2 separate regions of the Rattus norvegicus genome follow, and region 2 is linked to region 1. A link is a contact called in public Hi-C data. All regions are on one chromosome and are shown on one strand. Each heading gives the region's core, a stretch centred on a gene start, on an enhancer-like site or on the middle of the called end of the contact. The rest is flanking DNA. Distances are from core to core; before and after follow the strand shown. Region 1 holds the start of Chchd10 (coiled-coil-helix-coiled-coil-helix domain containing 10). Region 2 holds the start of Ddt (D-dopachrome tautomerase).

Region 1 (4,065 bases), core at 588-3,087:
GCAGACAGGGCAGTGAGTGGGCACACAGCAGGCTGTGGTCTAAAGTAAACTCTTTTTAATTGAACATTTCTGTCTCCTGTTATTCTGCGGGGTGAGAACTGTCCTTCCTTACGCACAAGGACCGTCTCTTCGCCATCAAACTGTCGGTGAGGGGTTAGGCTACGAGCAAGCCCACAGCCTCTTCAGGGTAGGGAGCTCAGACCTGTGGAGAGAACCACCGCACAGACCGCTGGTCAGCCCGCAGGCACCGGAGGCTCCGCCCCTCCCAGCCCCACGTGCACCAGAACAACCGCAGGCACCCGAGGCTCCGCCCCTCCCAACCCCACGTGCAACAGAACTACCGCTCACCGTGATTGTATTTGCACTGTTTGAGGGCCTCACTGAAGCCCTCACACAGGGTTAGGTCGCTCTGAGTGGTGGAGCAGTCCAGGAACTGCTTGATCTCATAGGCGCAGGGCCCCATCTGCAGGGGGTGAGAGGCAGGACGGGCAGGGGCCTGGGGAAGAGTAGCTCAGAGTTGGTACCCCAAAATTAAGTGCCAAAGCCGGAGGCTTCCTGCCTCTCCAGACTCCCTATCCCTGACACCCCAAGGCAGGCCGAGTGACCCAGGACTAGATTACCCCTGTCTAGCCTCGGCTGCATCCCTGCACAGGGTGAACCAGCGGCCCTCTAAAAGTCGCTCAACAGATACAGACAGGGCTGTCTTTCTGCCTCAAAATGGACATGTAGGGCAAATGCGGGAGGGGGAAGAGAAGGCTCTAGAAAAAGCTGTCCACTACATTGTGTTCAGAGTATAAGCCCTACCCCAAGTTACAGCACCTTCCTGGCTCAGCCACACGGATTCTCCTAACCCAGGGCTCGCACTGCTATCAACATTTGGATTAGGCTCAAGATTGGTGGGGAGTGGCAGAGCCTTTGTGGGGCACAGGTCACCAGGGAACAGATGTCATGAGGCAGGCTGGGCTTTGGTGAAAACAAGGACTTGGGAAATATTGGATCTCTCCCTGCTCCTCTAGGGTCAGGCGTCCTTGGACAAGTCTTTGTGCCCAATCTGAGCTCAGTGTTCTCCCTCTTAAAAGATCTAGCGGGGGTCATCTCTGACCATCAGATATTTTGCCTTCAAATGAGGGTTAGGGCGAGCTTTCTAGCGAGTGACAGTAAATTTAAGGACCATGAGGGTTAGGACCCTCAAAATCCTGGGCCTGAGGCAACTCTGAATATATTGGGTCACTCCTCACTGGACACTTAAGCAGTCCCTTAGGCAACCATGAGTCAATCCTGCCTCTGTCTCTCTTGAGTCCTCCCGCTTACCTGCTGGACCGCAGGCTGGGCAGGCTCTGAGCTTCCCCCACTGAAGGCACTGGTCAGGGCGCTACCCATGACATGCCCTACAGCTGAGCCCACAGCTACGCCCGCGGCGGTGGATGCCATCTGAGCCATAAGACCCGGCTGTCCCGAGGTGGCAGGTGCGGGGGCGGGGGCTGAGGGTGGTGGGTGCGCAGGAGGATGGGCTGGGCGGCTGCAGGAAGCAAGAGGAGAGAAGCAAGGTTAATGCTCCGGGAACAAACCCCTTTACTCCAGGGAGCAGGGCGACCCTCGCCTTAGATTCGCGCTTCTGCGTCCCCGTCCTCCCCCAGCCAACATGGCGCAGCAGACTCCAAGGTCATTCTGCGGACGCCCTTGGGAGAGTACCCCCGCTTCCCTCACCCGTCCCCACGGGGTCCCTGTCCCCTTCACACCTGGCCGGCCTGGCAGCCGCACTGCGGCTTCCTCGTGGCATGACAGCGGTGGGATCAAGATGGAGATGAGTAAGAAGCGTGGACCGTGGCAGACGCTCGGTGCGGAGAACTAACGCGGCAGCGTCCCGAGAGTCAGGTGAAATGGGCGGGATCTGAGGCGGGGCCTCTGGGAACGCCCCCGCAAATGGGCGGGGCCTAAGCTCGCCCTTCCAGTAACCTCCTGGATTTAGAGCTCCTGAGCCATCCTAATGCAGGGCGGAGCTACTAGAGTCCTGGGGACTCCGTTGAGCTTTGGAAAGCGGAAGGCAGGGGCAGCGAGGGCAGGTCTTTCTGTTAGGACCATCGCAGAACCCAAACAGTGGAATAGGGGTTTGCCAGAAGCCAAGGAGAGAAAAAAGAGGCACAGAGACCACCAGAGAAGGAAATGGAGATGCCAGGCCAGGCTGTGCTTTCTGAGTCCCATCACAAGACAGAATTTGACAGTAACCGTCCCAGGATCCACCAAAGGCCTTTCCTTTCCCTGTCCTCTGGAACTCGATTTTTACAGTCTTTTTCTCAGAGACCTTCGGCTGGGATCAAGTCAAAACCTCTAGAGAGAAAAAAAGGTTAAAAGATCCGGTTGGTGGTAGCACACACCTGTAACCCCAGCACTTGGGGGAGCATGGGTAGGTGGATCTGGTGTGTTCCTGGCCGGCCTGGTCTACAGACCGAGTTCCAGGGCTACACAGAATTGACTCCCACAAAACAAAACAAAATAAAACAAAGAATAATAACCTTTGGCCAGAGTAGAGTGGGCACAGGTGCCTCGACTTCTCTCTCCTCTTCTGTAGCCTTTACTGTGACAATAGAGCTCGCCTGGCACGAAAAATTCAAAAGCCTCAGGAACAGCGAGTCCAAACTATTTAAAACCACGCATCGTCCACTCTGGTGTCCCAAACCTGGTTTCTTTCAGCAGCCTCTGCAGCAGGCTTCTTTCACTAAGACCTCAACTCTCTTCCTGACTAGAATCACCACCTACCTGCAGAGTAGACTTTCAGGTGAGGTGAGTAGGTAAAAGACAAGCTAGTCTTCCCTCAAAAGGTGCTAGGCTCCCTCTAGACCCCCCACACTCGTTTGTGTTTTTGGTCTCTGCTTATGTGGTATCCAGTGGGCAAGTGATAACATTTTGCAGCTTCGACTCCTTCTGTGGGCCTCAGTGGCTCGCCCACCTGGATAAATTTACCCTTCTGCCCTTTCAGATCCTCTACTAGGTGGGCTAATGTGGGGCAATGTGGGGGGTTGGGGAGGTCGCTCTGTCTGGTAAGCTATAAGTTCTTCAAAACAGGGTCACGTATCCCTGGCAACACTGAAGGCTTTTTAGGTTGCACAAATAAATGTTCTAGTGTTTGGGGGCTGTTTTGTTGAGACAGAGTCTTTATCTAGTCTGGCTGTCCTGGAACTCACTCTGTAGACCAGGCTCACAGAGATCCACCTGTCTCTGTCTCCCAAATGTCAGGATGAAAGGCATTCGCCATTGCATCCAATAAACAGTTTGTTTTTAAAATGCTATACTTTTATACACATCAGAAAATTTATGAGAGCTGGGTGATGGGGGTGCACTCCCTTAATAGAGACAGATCTCTGAGTTCGAGACTAGCCTGTTCTACAGAGTGAGTACCAGGACTACATAGAGAAACCCTCTCTTATGTGTGTGTGTGTGTTGGGGGGCGGGGAAACATGAGTACCTCATCCATTTTATGATTCCTTGACCAACGCTGCTGAGATGAGGCTGAACCAGACCTTGAATTTCTAGATATGACGATACAAGCTTGAAATCCTACCAGTCAGATAGGCTAAGACAGGAGTCTTGAACTGGAGGTCTGCCTGGGCTACATGTATGCATAGAAGACTGTCATGAAAGAAAGAAAAGAGGCGGGGGGGGGGGCGGGAAGGGAGGAGGGATGACGATGGGAAGAAATGGCAGCCTTTAAAAGGTGAAGCTTGGGGTTGGAGATTTAGTAGCTCAGTGGTAGAGCGCTTGCCTAGCAAGCGCAAGGCCCTGGGTTCGGTCCCCAGCTCCGGGGGGGGGGGGGGTGTGAAGCTTTGGGCTAGAGAGATGGTTCAGTGGTTAAGAGCACTGACTTCTTCCAGAGGTCCTGAGTTCAATTCCCAGGAACCACATGGTGACTCACAACCATCTATAATGGGATCTGATGCGCTCTTCTGGTGTGTCTGAGGACAGCTACACTGTACTCGTTTTTATAATAAATAAATCTTTTTTTTTTTTTTTAAAGGAGAGGCTTTTTAAAAGATTACAGATGGCCAAGTAAAACTCACCACTCTGTGC
Region 2 (4,065 bases), core at 452-2,951, 160 kb after region 1:
ACCTAATAAAGACATCATTAACAGCATAGTGATAGCTGAGTCTTTCAGACCGTTTGCCTCTGGCTCCTTTAGTATGTGTTGTTGTAAAAATATAAAAAAATAAAAAAATATATAGTTGTCTTTTAACTGGCTAGGTCCAGCACTGTGGTATTCCAAGATATCTGCTAGATATCTTGGCAGAAACACATCTCAACTCCGAGGCGGCCCAGTGTCTCTTGCCACCACACACTTTCCTACACTCAAACCCTCACATAAAAGAACACACAACGGGGTTGGGGATTTAGCTCAGTGGTAGAGTGCTTGCCTAGGAAGCGCAAGGCCCTGGGTTCGGTTCCCAGCTCCGAAAAAAAAGAACCAAAAAAAAAAAAAAAAAAAAGAACACACAACGGGCTGGAGAGATGACTCAGTGTTAAGAGCACTGACTGCTCTTCCAGAGGTCCTGAGTTCAATTCCCAGCAACCACATGGTGGCTCACAACCATCTGTAATGAGATCAGATGCCCTCTTCTGGTGTGTCTGAAGACAGCTACAATGTACTTACATATAAATAAATAAATAAATAAATAAATAAATATAATAAGATATAATTGCCCACTTAAACATACAAAGCCCGGTACCATCCATCCCTTAGGAACATTAATAACAACCTGTAAATACACAGCAGATCTTAACATCACCTGCCATGGCTTCTCACCCTCTCCTCAGTTTCTTCTCCTGTCTCCTCCTTTCTGTCCTAGTCTCCTTCTCTTCCTTCAAACTTCTCTCCCTCCCATCCTTCCTTCTTCCAATGACAGGCCTCCTTCTATCCTGTACCTGCCCCTCACCTGTACTTTACAAATTCCATGGGGAGAAGGTTCTGGTGAAGTTACCTGATTCCTGAGTACCTAGGCGGCTGTCCTAGGGGCAGTGGAATTAGCATCAAAATACAGATAACTCCAGGGCAAACCTCAACAAGTATGCACACTTTCCTTGTGCAATTGGACAGATTGCCAAATTGGGTTTCTGTCTCTCTCTTCTCTGTCTCTCTCTTCCCTCTCTGGAGCTCTCTCTCTCTCTCTCTCTCTCTCTCTCTCTCTCTCTCTCTCTCTCTCTCTCAGATAGTTTCTCCGTGTAGCTCTGGCTGTCCTGGATTTCAGTCTGTAGACCAGCCTGGAAACTCAAGAGCTCTGCCTACCTCTGCCTCCAGAGTGCTGCCCTTAAAGGCTTGTGCCACAAGCGCCCGGCCGCATTGCCTTGTTTTAAGTAGCTCTGCCACTCTCTGGTGGACAATGATTTAGCCCAGACAGAAGAGGTTACAAAATCACCTTAGGGACCAGATGAAAATGCCCTTGCCCTAGGGTCTTGCCCAGGCACACCTCACGTGCGGTTCCCGTATTGAATTTGAAGTAATCATTATCATTCAAGAAATGTTAAGCCTGTCTGGCGGTGTGAAGTCTCCTAAAGAAACGTATGTCTTGCGGGCGATTAGCTGAGACGCTCGGAGGGAAACAGAGCCCCCTGCCGACTGAGAGGGCCAATGACACTGAAGCTGGGACTTCGGTAATTTGGAGCCGGTACAAGTGACAGCGGAAGAGGAGTAGCTCTGATAGCCAATCTAGAAGGGCCGACTCTGCCTGGCCAATGAGGAACTTAGCTGTGCTCACCCTCCCTGCTCCCGCCGCCTCCTGGCCTTCGCCTCCTCCATTTCCCTCCCCGTGTTCCTTTTCTGGAACCTCAACTGGCTCCCACTGCTCTCTCGGTGCAGTTACCGTTTGGCGATCCCTCTCCTGCTAACATGCCGTTCGTTGAGTTGGAAACAAACTTGCCGGCTAGCCGCATACCCGCAGGGCTGGAGAACCGGTTGTGTGCGGCCACAGCCACCATCCTGGACAAACCCGAAGACGTGAGCGAGGATCGGCGAGAACTTGTGGGATAGGGGTTGGACTTCCCAATGATTCTTTCTCTTACCCCCAGGGACCCCACCCGCCTGCTAACCTCTGACCTTCCGTGTCCCATCCTCCCTTTCCAGGACCCTTCCTAGTCACCTTTCCCAGGCGTGACCCTGACGTGACTGACTTCCAAGCTTCCTAGACAGTGCCCCAAACCCTGTTCCCTCGGACCCCCACGTTAAGAATTTTGCCGCGCCTGCTTCTGGACACCAGCCTTGCCCTGCCCAAGGGTTTTATTCACTTTTGTGTTTCTTGCAGCGCGTGAGCGTGACGATACGACCGGGCATGACCTTGTTGATGAACAAATCCACAGAGCCCTGCGCCCACCTCCTGATCTCTTCCATCGGTGTTGTGGGCACCGCGGAGCAGAACCGCAGCCACAGCTCCAGCTTCTTCAAGTTCCTCACCGAGGAGCTGTCCCTGGACCAGGACAGGTATGTAGAGCTAGTGAGGGAACGTATTTGTGACTCTGTCCTCTGTATGAGGTTGGGGTGGGGGGTGGGGGACCATTTGCTGGTTCCAGCAAGCACTCCATGTCTTAGTCCAAGGAAGTGCAGTGTATCTGCTCCTTAGGTACTGTGGGTCTGTGATCAGAGTTATTGCAAGATTTCGATTCCTCCAACGCTCTGCAGCCATCCCTGCAAGTCCTGAGAAAGGATGGCTTGGGAAACCCCAATGCTTCCTGGTGTGTGCTGAGATTATGCTCAGGCACTCAGAACCACTATGATGATGGCCTCCGCACGGTCTCAGAACCAGGGTGTTTGGTTTTCCAGCCTGGTCAGAGGGAATCTGGTTATGGCCTGAGGCAGATAACCTTTGGACTAGATAAGGCTCCTGGAGAGTCACCGGGTAATGAAAAGACCATTGGCCTAGATATTCCTTGGTTTGAGGACTACCTCAGCCCAGAGATCCCAGATGAACCTGGAAATAAACTATCTCCAGTTTGTAGCCCTCTCTTCCATAGAGGAAGTAGGTCAGGCTAAATGACTTCCCACAAGAAGATGTCCCCCTCCCCAAAATCCTTACAGTCTGAGGTGGAGTTAGAGTCTCCTATTCCTGAGTCTGGAGCATGCCTGTGAAGAGATAAGTTCGAAAGAGCTTTCCAAAATGGAGTCCTTGTAGGCTCAGGAAAGTTGGTAATGGCTGCTTGTGTTGGTTGGATGCTCAGACTCTGTCCTTAGGTTGAGGAGACAATGCTTCTTTTTTTTTTTTTTTAATTTATTTATTTTTATATAAATACACTACACCAGAAGAGGGCATCAGATCCCATTACAGATGGTTGTGAGCCACCATGTGGTTGCTGGGATTTGAACTCAGGACCTCTGGAAGAGCAGTCGGGTGCTCTTAACCACTGAGCCATCTCTCCAGCCCGAGACAATGCTTCTTAACAATAACACTCGTGCGTAGCCTGTGTCAGGGTCCCTGCACCCAGTATTCCATTTGATCCTTGCAGGCGCTTTCCAGGGCCCTCAGGGCAGATTTAGTAACTTCATGAGGTGGATAACTGTATTAGACCAACCTTACTGTATTAGACCCTGAGGGTGTCAGCCCTGTGCACAGCCGCCCTGGTGCGAGACTATCACCAGGCACTTCCTCTGAGCTCTGTGATTGAGCAATCACTTACTCCACAGATTTGAACCAGATTTGAACCCGTGCCTCGCTTAGAGCCAGGTTTTGGTTCGACACCAAATGGCTGGTACACTGGGCATGCCCGTAGGAGCCTGCGGTTAGAAGCAGGGGGAGTGTTAGCTTGACACGTGTACCTGAGCCCTGAGCACACTTACTGAAGCCATTGGTTAAGCCTGCCCTGGGCCCGGTATAACCATCGCCTTTCGCCTGACTGTCTGGGTGCAAAGATCATCAGCTGGAGTGGGCAGATTGGCAAGATATCCTCTGGGCTGGCCTGAGAGCTTATCCTGGGATGTCCGGCAGGTACCTTGACCTAGGAGGAGTGTGTCAAGGAGCTGACATTTCTTTCTCTACTTCCTAAAGGATCATTATCCGATTCTTCCCCTTGGAGCCCTGGCAGATCGGAAAGAAAGGAACTGTTATGACGTTTCTGTGATGGAGACAAGGAACGCAGGGCGTTTGCTTGAGCCTGTCCAGAGCCCTTCCAGAGAGGCCTCCTGGCAGATACG

What was found. A called contact is a pair of places that touch in the nucleus more often than the background predicts.
Region 2: a Hi-C map of liver shows a contact between it and region 1, with 4 times the contacts expected there. The contact joins the promoter of Ddt here to the promoter of Chchd10 in region 1. A contact is called at or near these places in 6 of 12 Hi-C or Micro-C datasets (the A7r5 cell line, Schwann cells, frontal cortex and 3 more) and 1 of 1 datasets of contacts at active chromatin or transcription factors (oligodendrocytes).

The regions. Positions count from the first base shown.
Region 1 is chr20:12,725,241-12,729,305 of GRCr8, forward strand. It overlaps Chchd10 (coiled-coil-helix-coiled-coil-helix domain containing 10), which reads right to left and starts at 1,838. Exons shown (of 4, transcript NM_001007008.1): 1 at 1,740-1,838; 2 at 1,312-1,519; 3 at 349-496; 4 at 39-202. The coding sequence starts at 1,780. The coding sequence ends at 183. C20h22orf15 (similar to human chromosome 22 open reading frame 15) reads left to right here. Exons shown (of 6, transcript NM_001402218.1): 6 at 1-64.
Region 2 is chr20:12,881,949-12,886,013 of GRCr8, forward strand. Ddt (D-dopachrome tautomerase) reads left to right here and starts at 1,702. Exons shown (of 3, transcript NM_024131.2): 1 at 1,702-1,881; 2 at 2,186-2,361; 3 at 3,920-4,065. The coding sequence starts at 1,774. The coding sequence ends at 3,992. It overlaps Gstt3 (glutathione S-transferase, theta 3), which reads left to right. Exons shown (of 5, transcript NM_001399042.1): 5 at 1-26.